Linked DNA regions of Mus musculus: region 2 is linked to region 1. Evidence: chromatin contacts called from public Hi-C data. All regions are on one chromosome and are shown on one strand. Each heading gives the region's core, a stretch centred on a gene start, on an enhancer-like site or on the middle of the called end of the contact. The rest is flanking DNA. Distances are from core to core; before and after follow the strand shown.

Region 1 (5,479 bases), core at 1,401-3,900:
AAGTCTGAGCATCCCTCGCTCACTTGTGTGCCTCCTCGTAAGCGGATGTGTGTGCTCTCTCTCTGCAGAGCGGGAGCTGTGGGAGCTCTGCAACAAGTGCAACCTGATGAGGCCGAAGCGCTCCCACCACTGCAGCCGCTGCGGCCACTGCGTCAGGAGGATGGACCATCACTGTCCTTGGTAAGGAGATACTTGTCACCACACTCAAGAGCTGCGGCAGGAGGATTAGCTAAGGAAAAGACAGTGAGAACCTGTCAGCTTTAAGAAAAACTTACATTAAAATCACTCCATTAAACATTTTTGTAATAAAAATGATTCTTGCAAATCCCAGAGTAAACTATCCCTCACTTATCCCTGCTACCAAGAAAACACTTGAGCAAAAACTTTGAGCAGAATTACTACATACCCAACCACAGAAGGACTAAGGTGCTTATATCAATGAGGCTTGGAGGCAGAGTATTTGGCCCAAGGTCAGATGTGTGGAAGCACTTACCTCACAGCTGTTTTTCCTGTCGGGGAGAAAAGCCGCAATGTCCACTGCTGAGATTCCTCTTTTCTTACTCAGGAGAAGAACAACACTTTTCACATTCACTGATAACTCTCTTCTACTCATTATACCTTTTAGAGTGTTTTCTGTTGGATAGCAACATTTTGTACATGTTGGATATATATATATATGTAAGTGCTAATTAACTTTCTGTAGAACTGCCAATATTTTTGGTCAATAGGGGGCTCTGTTGTAATATTTAAAGTCATACTGTTAAAAAGTAGATCTAAAAAATGCTCTGAGAATCGATTGTATTTCATTTCAAAGCTGTCACAAAAAACTTTGAGCAAGGTATTATATTTAATTTTGCTTATTTAACATTGAATCTTGTTTAAATATTTAAATTGGTATAATAGAACTTTATAAATATATGTCCATATATATCTATTTATACATGCATGCATACAGGAAGTTAACTGTATAATAGCCTCCTTTAACCTACATCCATTTACCTGCAGTTGGCCAAGGAAGGCAGTTTTCCTTTGTTTAATGATGCTAGTCAATTTCACTTGCCTTATGTTTAACTCATTTTGATAGCATTGTTAATTAACAAACTTTTAGTTGAAATGTTTTTTTAACTATAAACTGTTTATTTACATAGATTTCCAGAGACTAGAAAAACAGACTAGCATTTTTAAATAAAAGCACTTTAGGTTTTCTAATTGTCTAAATATACTGTAAGATACTATATACTATGCCATACAGTGTTTAAAAAGTGTACCGTATTTTTAAACCTCAGTGGTATTTCCAGTCACAATAATAGCATATCAAAAATACTATGTGAAATCTTCAGGTAGTTAATTCTCACACTAAAAGCTCATAGTACTTTTTTTTTGTATTATTTTTCCTAATCAACTAAAAATATAATAAGCATTTATGGAATAGCTGGGTACTGCTGCTTCCTTACAAAAGAGTGCTATAATTAAAAAAAAAAATCATCCGGGCAGTGTGTCTGTTGGTATTAGTGATATTTGTTTAAGGTAAAGACTAGGTCATTGGTGAGGAAATGAAGCTGTCTTTAACTTTCAGTGTACTGTTGAGATATTTCTGTTCCTAGGCTTCAGTGTCTGGTTGAGGGTATTGGTGGGAGGTTAGCAAGGAAGGTGGCCTGCTCTAGATTTGGGGATTTCTGTGATTGAATTTTCTAGCAGAGTGCCGCTCAGATCCGAGTGAGGACAGTGCATGGTATTAATTTGAAGCAGAGGATTCTTACACTTTAACAAACTGCTACATTTTAACCATCTCAGCTTCAGCTCTGATCTGATGATCACTACGTCTGGTCTTTGTTTTGTCTCTGACTGTTCTTTCTAAATAGTTTAAATTCAGGCACCGCATACTAAGCAAGGGCTCTTCGCCTTTCAGGGTTAGATGCTGTTTCCGAGCAAGGACCTGTGCTGTGTTGTTCTGCACTAGAGGAGGGGAGGAGGATGCATAGCAACAACCGAGCAGAGTTTGAGGCTTAGGGGAGCCACTTCTCTTAAGAGTCTCTCTTTCAGGTTACAGGGCTTAGAGTTGACCTGTTTACCTAGTGTGTGCTCTGTAATCTCAGATAAACCTCTACAAGCATTCCAGCTCAGTTCTAGTTTTGATTTTTTTTAAAATAATGTAAAACAATATATCTTTAACAATTTAAGCTACGGATTGAACTTGCTATGTATATATATATGCATTCTCTCCTTTGGTGATAGTGTAGTCCTAGTTTAAAGGAAAACATATAATTCTGAGAAAAATAATTTTATATTAAAATTTAAATTAGATGGTACCTTAAAAATATACCCATTTTGTAAAATAGGATACTCATTTTAAATGGACCTTGATAATTTATGATTATATATTATCATTATTATAGTTAGACTTTACTGTTGTTTTCACAGATAGTACATGTAAGTGGTTTTGAATACATTTTTAGTTTCAGCAGACAAGGATAGATATTTCATAAAGTAAACATATAAAAATAAAATGGTGAGCCTCTCAGTTCTGTCCATGTAGCAAGTCTGAGTTGCTTTTCTCTGAAGTGTTTAAATTGCTCTCCTCTGCTAAAGTGCTGCAAGGAAGGGCAGGGTCCAGCCTTTGTCTCTTCTGAGTATCCTCAGGCCAGTGACCTAATCCACTATGCATCTTCTTGTGTCAGTTGGCACAGGGCACCGGGCTAATGTGAGCTGGAGTAATGTAGTCTCTAGCTGGCCTCCTTGGTAAAGGAGAAGGCATGTTAAAATGTGTATCTTTAAATAGCTGGAGTTGAGGTTTAGGTGAGACTTACCTTCATGATCCTGATGTGAGCATCTTACTAAACCTTCACTGTTTCTTTTTCATTTTCCCTTTAGGATAAACAATTGTGTGGGTGAAGACAACCATTGGCTCTTTCTGCAGTTGTGTTTCTACACTGAGCTGCTTACTTGCTACGCACTGATGTTTTCTTTCTGCCATTATTATTATTTTCTTCCACTAAAAAAGCGTAACTTGGTAAGACATGTTTATATCCACTAATGTTAGAGCAGCTGTGCCGTATGTGTGAACATGGTGGTTCCTGTGTGCGGCCGAGATAGCAGAGAGCCTCACACCAGTGAGCTTTACGGGACACTGGGCTCGAGAGAGCGCTCTGTTGCTCTTTTTAGACAAGTCTCTTTATGACTATTTGTGTTGAGTAGATTTCTTCAGAAGACAAAATATGAGCTCTTTCAGTATATGAGTCTTGGTTTAAAAATAATATAAAATAATGAAAACAAAGGAAAAGTATAAAAATCATGGGCTTTCTTTTTAAAATAAAATCAGACAGGTTTATTTATTTATTTTACTATTTAAAAAAAATTTATACAATTTATTTTGCATATTCTTTCTTCTCCTTCCACTTCTCCCAGATTCTTCCCACCAAAATTCATCTTCCTCTCCTCTCCTGTCTCTCTGTCTCTCTCTCGAAAAACAAAAGCAAAACACTAGGCCAACGAAAACCAAAGTCAAAAATCACCAAACGATAACCACAAAAGAGGGCATAAAGCATGGAGCCTGTGGCGTGTTGCTCATGCTAGGTCTGCCCGGGAGTGCGGGAATTAGTGATATTTTTAAGGTTCTCAGAGAATAGTTAGCATTTGAGAAGAAGACTCTTTGTTTCTGTATTTTAAGCCTAGATCTTGGCCTAAGGTAGTCGTGAACTCTCTGCCTTCCTGCTCATTTCTCCTGAGTGCTGAGATTATAGGCCTGTGCCACCATATCTGGCCTTCTGCTTCCAGCTCTCCCTAGCGGAAAGATGAGTTTGTAGAATGTTCTAGAGCAGCGGTTCTCAACTTCCTAATGACAATCCTTAATACATTTTCTCTTGTGGTGACCCCCAAGTATAAATTGATTTTTGTTGCAACTTCATGACTGTAATTTTGCTACTCTTATGAATCATAATGTAAATATCTGTGTTTTATGATGGTCTTTGGTGGCCCTCATGGAAAGAGTGTTTGCCCACCCCACCCCCCGGGGCGGGGGTCATGACTCACAGGTTGGGAACCTGTAATTTTTAGATATAGATCATTTAAGCAATGCTCAGATTTGTCTAAATGTTGTTGATGATGCTAGCAGCTCCAGAGCCTTTGGTTCCTGACTGTCAGTACTGTACTATGGCCTTCTCACTGTAGAGTCTCTAATATTCACAGGAGAAAGTGGAGGATAGTGGAATGATTGAGCGAGGTACTGCAGGTAGAAAGGGAGGGCGGTTACCCAACCACCTTTAGTTACAGAGCTGATTAAACACAATTTATGCTACTTTTCCAATTAATTTGGGCCTTGGTTATATTTTTAAAGAATATCGTGTGTGTGTGTGTGTGTGTGTGTGTGTGTGTGTGTGAGAGAGAGAGAGAGAGAGAGAGAGAGAGAGAGAGAGAGAGAGAGAGAGAGAGAACTGATGGAGGTGGGTAGTTTCTTTTATAATTACACTGCTTATGCCTTTGCATATAAAGCGCCCTGGTGATAGGTGTGTGGTTAAGCTGTGAAGTGCAAGTGCTGGGAATCTTAGTTCTTTGTGTAGTTGTTTTGGTGTGCATGATTGTCGTGAGACCTGGCTGTTCTGTGTGGTTATAAACCTCAGTGGAGCTGTGTCTTGAAAGTGATTGGATTGTGATTATTAAATATGGTATATGTCATTAAAATTGTATCCAATAACTGAATGAAACTAGAGCCTCATGTGAGCTAGCCTTGCTCTGAACTGTCTCCCTCACCCACTCTTTAGTTTTCAGACAGGGTCTCACATGGCCAGGTTGATCTTAAACCTCCTCTTTCTTACTCTATTGCCAAAACAAGCCTTGAATTTGTAGCCTTCCTGTCTCAGCTGTCAGAAAAGGTTTCAAATGTATTTGTCATTTTCATACTGAAAATACAGTGCTTGTTTCTATTAGAGCTTTAGAAAGGTTTCATCTTGCTTCAGGTTAATTGTGGCATAATTGGTGTTAATTAGAACATGTGAATCATCCAAGAAAACTGTGAGAAAATTGAACCTCAGAAGAAGTGTTTTAAAATTGTTCTGTGGGGTTGAGGTCATAGTTTTTCAAAGTGTGAGAGAGAAGATTTGAGAGGTGTCAGTGGAGAGAAAAAGATCATGAAAAGAGACCCCCTTTCTGAGCAGGGCGGGGTCAGCAGCTTCTGCCCCAGGGGACTAATAGACCTCCATATTTAGATTTTGTTAATCAGTTTTACTGGGGGACAAAAAACTATTCTCATTTTTCCAAACACACATAGTCTGTGACTACTTTTGTGCTCCAACAAAGTTGAGTGGTGGTGACATGGTGTATGGCTAGCAAAACTCAAAAATACTAAGTACCTGCCTGTCAATAGGAAGTTTACCATGGTAGTCAAGAGATCATTTTGAAAGCACACACTCTAGATTCAAATTCTTACTTTCTTTTATTACATGTAGGTTGTTTAAGCCCTCGCTTTGTTATTTCATTTTCTGAA
Region 2 (5,038 bases), core at 390-2,889, 99 kb before region 1:
CTACTCAAGTGGGGCTCTTGAAAAATGGCTGCTATGGGATTTACATCACTTCCCGTGTGCTGAAGGCATCAGACCCTGACACAGAGGATGACCAGATCATCTTTAAGATTTTACGAGGCCCATTGTACGGACGTCTGGAGAACACAACAACAGGTACTTTCCATCTTTTTTGGGGGGGCGGGTGTACTTTCCATCTCAGTCCTTGTAAGTCCTCATTTTAAACTACTAGTTGCTGGCAGAGCTAAAGAGGAACTCAGGTAAGTGTAGGTAGGCCCGTTTGGTGAGTGCTCCCTAGGGCTTGCTGATAGACTCAGTTTATAAATCAATGTTGTTGCTAATAGGGGTTTGAAGCTGAATCTTCTAAATTCATCTTCATAAGGAGAAACAGCTCCTGACACACAGTAGCTGAACTCTTCACTGACTTGTTATTTTGTTTTATTTTCATGTTGTGTTTTATTCAGAACACAGTGCCAGGGTGAGATTGATATTTGAGATTAATTTCTTTCTCCTAGTATGAATCCCCAATTATATCATCTGCTTTTTTAAAAATATGGTTTTTCCCCTAATAGCTTTGCTAAATTTTATATTAGCTCTGCTTCAGGAAGGCAATGATCACAACAACTCATTAAACAGGATGGCAGAGGCGACAGGTTTTATTAACTCCCCATTCCCTTTCTCTTTAGTTTAGGATTATAAGGCAAGTATCTCCAAAGCAAAGCAAACTTAAAGAGGAATTTGAGTCAATCTTATTTGTATCTGAGCATGGGTGCAACAATGCTAATTTTCTTTAAATGGACTTTGGCTTTTTTTTCTCTCTCTTTAAAACAAGGTCTCAGGTAGCGGCTGGCCTCAAATTTGATATGTAGTAGAACACAGCCTTTAACTTTGGATCATCCTTTCTCTTTATTTCAAGTGTTAGCGTTCCAGGTGTATGCCTCCATACAGGGTTTTGGGTGTGTTCTATGCATGCTAGGCAAGTACTACCGCCTGAATAGAACCCCCAGCCCGGCACTCTATTCCTTAAATCTGTTTGAAACAAAACAGCTGTGTGGTTTTTTAATTCTCAAGTGATGTTTGATTTGATTATCCATGAGAGATCCATCTATTTCTTGCTTGTAGGTGAATTCATCCACGAGCGATTTAGCCAGAAGGACTTAAGCCATAAGACCATCCTTTACATCATAAACCCTTCTTTGCAAGTGACTTCCGATATCCTGGAATTTCAGGCCATGGACCCCACAGGGAACACTGCCACTCCCCAGAGGTAACTTTCCATTATTCACTGGCTCTGCATGTCACGTTTATCCGATTAAGAACGTGAAATAATCTTTTCCATACCAGGTCTTTCACTGTTTATAGGGTAAATGTTTACAGGGTAAACCTTTACAATTAATAGGGTAAATTGATGGACTATTTCATAGGCTCATGCAATTTATTTTGGAGAGGGGATTTCTGTTGTATCATTTCTAGATGATGGAGAAACCAGTAGTTCCCAGATTATAAAGGCACTAAAAGGCTCAGCAAACAGCACCCTTTTTATCACGGTTGTAAATGCATCGCCTTTCACACCCTGGGAAGTGACTGTTGGAGGCCTTTCAGGACTGAGCTCAAAGCCTGTGTGTGTTCGTATTGCAGCCAGAGGTCACTCTAGGACTGTGTTAGTCACGACTGGCTTCTGAGCCATGGTGGGTGGGGACGGAGGTGGGGGTGGGATGAAGTAGAAAGAAGCAGCCAAATATATTCTTTCTTACAAAAAAGAAAGAAAGAAAACACTTGCCTCTGTAAGTTAACAAGCCTTATAGGCAAGAAGAAGATAGTATAAACAAAAATAGAGTAGAGGGGATATTAAGTGATATTTATAAACACAAATATATATGATGTAGGATAGTGGCCATAACAAGAACAAATCTGTGATATTAACAAGATTAACAGAGCAGGATAATTTCAGTGACTGTGCCTCCTTCCCAGATGCTTCTGGATATAGACCTTGAATAATTTACTGGCTGACAGATGGTCACAATGAGGTCCATCCGTCCATTTCTCCTGCTGCATTCGTTTTCGTTATTTACTGCCTTTCCCAGACGCCTCAGAGAACATTTAATTCGTTCTAAATTTTGTGTTCACCATATCCAAGACATAAATAATAGCATAAACGAGCACAGCCCTACTATGCTCCCTCTATGTCGAATTGTGAACGGGAAGAGAAACTGAGAAAATGTTCTCAGGGCTGGATTTTCCGTGTCCTCATTCTGTAGTGTAGTTTCACCACTCGCCACCAGAGAGTGCTACAGCCATTGCTAGCAAACCCAGACATCCTGTCTCAGAAATGCGTTCTGATGCGGCTTCTTTTGCCTGTTCAAGTGCAGTCCCTCAGCCTGGTTTATTAAATAACCCCACAGACGATGTTGGTCCCGTGGTTACCATATGCCAGGCGCACAGCACTGGGTGTTAGGGATCAGGTACGAACAAGGAAGACCAGGTATCTGGACTTAAAATCCTGAAGCTATAAACACCCATTAAACTGCCTCTGCCTAAGGGAACTGATTCCTGGAGATCACGGGCTAAAGATTAGATAGCGATAACTTACCTTAAGAGAAAAGAAGAAGAAGGAGAAGGAGAAGAAGAAGAAGAAGAGAAGAAGAAGAAGAAGAAGAAGAAGAAGAAGAAGAAGAAGAAGAAGAAGAAGAAGAAGGAAGAAGGAAGAAGGAAGAAGGAAGAAGGAAGAAGGAAGAAGGAAGAGGAAGAGGAAGAAGAAGAAGAAGAAGAAGGAAAGAAAGGAAGAAAAGAAAAGAAAAGAAAAGACGTTATTTTCAAGAAAAATAGTTGACTACATTCTAAAACTGTTAACAAATTGACTTCACTCAGCCTTATAGTCGTTTAAAAATGGTTCTACTGAAATGCAGTGTTGCTCAGTTCTGCCCCTGAGTGAGTACAAACCTTTGGCCCTCCGCAAGCCAGCCAGCATGGTGTGAGTGACAGAATTTACCCCCAGCAATGATACTAGCTTTCGCCACACTTGAACCCTTTACAAGCCTTGTTGTTAGTCACAGTCGAGTCATTATCACGTGGTTAACAGCGCTATGGCTTCTGAGGAGACTGGTTGAGATTGGCATAGGCATCCTTGTACAGAGATCTCTTTCCATAGGCTCATGCTGGAGATGACGCTATCATCTGGAGATGGCTCAAACCCGTGAAGAAAGATGCCCGCGGACAGATAATTCAAAAATAACTCAGATTTGGGCCCAGCATCCTGTCTGTTACTTCCTTTTGAGGGGGCTCATGGAAGTAAACATTGCTCTGCGTTGTCTCGGTATTTGAGCGGAATAGTTGTGCCCAAGCAGACACGGATTTTGGTTTGGTTTTCTTTCCTGAAACTAAACACACATTTTTCTGATAACAAACAGGGTGCGGGTTTAGCCCGGAACACCTGAGTTTACTTCCCTATCCAACTCTTTTTTATTTTTTTTTAATTTAAATTTTTTTTTCCCAGAGTTGAGGATTGAACCCAGAGCCTTGCGCTTGCTAGGCAAATGCTTTATCACTGAGCTAAATCCCCAACATACACCCCCTGCCCCCGTATCCAACTCTTAAGAGCTGTCTTCTGAACACACACACGCACACGCACACTAAGGGGACAAGAGAGGGAGGCTTTAAAACAAATAAACAAACAAAATTCTAAATAGTGTTTTGTCGTCACAAAACAACCAGTCAGAGCCTACTTACACACACAATATGAACCATAGGCATTTAGAATTTCATGATTTTTAGCTCTACTTAATGTTATTTATTCACTAAAACCGTCATAATTTAGAACTTGCAGGCAAGGAAACAGAGGCACAGAGCTGGAGGAGGCTTACACACGCGTGCAGCTGGTTAGTATGGTAGCTGGGACTCGGCCCTTATTAGCCCATGTGGCCTGCCACCCTGCTCTGCCCCCTTCATCCTTCCTTAATGCTAGCTAAGCCTTTCTTTCCCAGTAGGTATTGGCCACCCAAGCTACAAGAGACATATTTTCCCATGAAGAACTTTAAGGCTTACCCGTTTTTGTGTGTGTGTGGAATCGTGAAAAGCAACTGTCAACGTTCGTGTGGTCTCCATATCTCCTTCCCGGGGGATATAGTGGGGATAATTATCCTTGGATCTGGAGTTGAACAGGCCTGCACTTAGTGATTGCTCACAACAGCTTTCTCATATGTACAATAGGGAACTATTATAGTTACTTTAGATAAATACATGAGGTCCCACAAATGGAAGCATCTTGGGGTCCTTACTACTAGTAGTAATTCCCCTGAGTATCTATGTTAATTCAATTGACCGTTTGAAGAAGTATCCTGAACCATTTGGTAGATGAAAGCCTATCTGTAATTAGATATTGATTTTAGGGTTATTCACAAAGCAAACAATCCATGTGGTTATTCGCAGTAAGCTAAACAGTGTGCTTTCTTTTTGTGCTTTCTGTGCATTCTTAGTTCTGAGGGATTGATAGATGCTCTATTTCATCAAACATAGGAAAGTTTGGTCTGGGTGAGATTAATCAAGTTAGCAGCAGCTAGCTAGTTGGTGAGTGTGTTTAAGTATATCATATCTAGAGGGCTTTGAACCTATTGAATTGTGAGCTAAATAAACATCTTTCTAAAGGTTAAAAAAAAAGTATATCATATCAAAATCCATCAAGCTGATCTTGTTATTGAGACTCTGTGAAAGGGCTCATTAAGTAGCTCACCTCACCTCAACAGGCCAGAGTCCCCCACCCCCGCCCTCCATGTTAGTGCAGGTGACAATTTGTCACAGAACGCATTCAGAAGACACTGCCATAAATAGAAGTTATTTTATAACACTGAAATCCATGGATGCTTGCCTCAAGATTTAGATTTGGCTAAGTGCCTAAATTCTAGGCAGCATGCTAGGTGCTTAAAAACACAATCCTCCAAAGATAATAAGGAAATTAGACTCCAAACACTGAGGTAACTATCTCTGTGCCAGGGGAAGAGTGGCCTCCGAATGTGAACCCTGACATCCAGATCTCAGAGAGCATAGC

The links. A called contact is a pair of places that touch in the nucleus more often than the background predicts.
Region 2: a contact with region 1 is called in a Hi-C map of neural stem cells, with 3 times the contacts expected there. The contact joins two enhancer-like sites. A contact is called at or near these places in 10 of 484 Hi-C or Micro-C datasets (the N1E-115 cell line, adipose-derived mesenchymal stem cells, cerebral cortex and 7 more), 2 of 115 datasets of contacts at active chromatin or transcription factors (bone marrow-derived dendritic cells and double positive thymocytes) and 3 of 9 other capture datasets (adipose tissue, liver and pancreatic islet).

Annotation. Positions count from the first base shown.
Region 1 is chr4:82,832,977-82,838,455 of GRCm38.p6, reverse strand. It overlaps Zdhhc21 (zinc finger, DHHC domain containing 21), which reads left to right. Exons shown (of 9, transcript NM_026647.4): 5 at 69-180; 6 at 2,872-3,010. Among named protein-coding and RNA genes, the nearest start is that of Zdhhc21, 24 kb to the left of the region's middle. Within about 2 kb of position 2,650, at least 4 of the 459 cell types and tissues checked have an H3K27ac peak or open chromatin away from gene starts, as enhancers often do. A contact at or near this core is called in neural stem cells, where this site is marked.
Region 2 is chr4:82,931,087-82,936,124 of GRCm38.p6, reverse strand. Frem1 (Fras1 related extracellular matrix protein 1) reads left to right here. Exons shown (of 37, transcript NM_001198811.2): 26 at 1-153; 27 at 1,120-1,264. It overlaps Gm33260 (a long non-coding RNA gene), which reads right to left. Exons shown (of 3, transcript XR_390683.3): 2 at 4,039-4,141. Among named protein-coding and RNA genes, the nearest start is that of Gm33260, 9.9 kb to the right of the region's middle. Within about 2 kb of position 1,639, at least 58 of the 459 cell types and tissues checked have an H3K27ac peak or open chromatin away from gene starts, as enhancers often do. A contact at or near this core is called in neural stem cells, where this site is marked.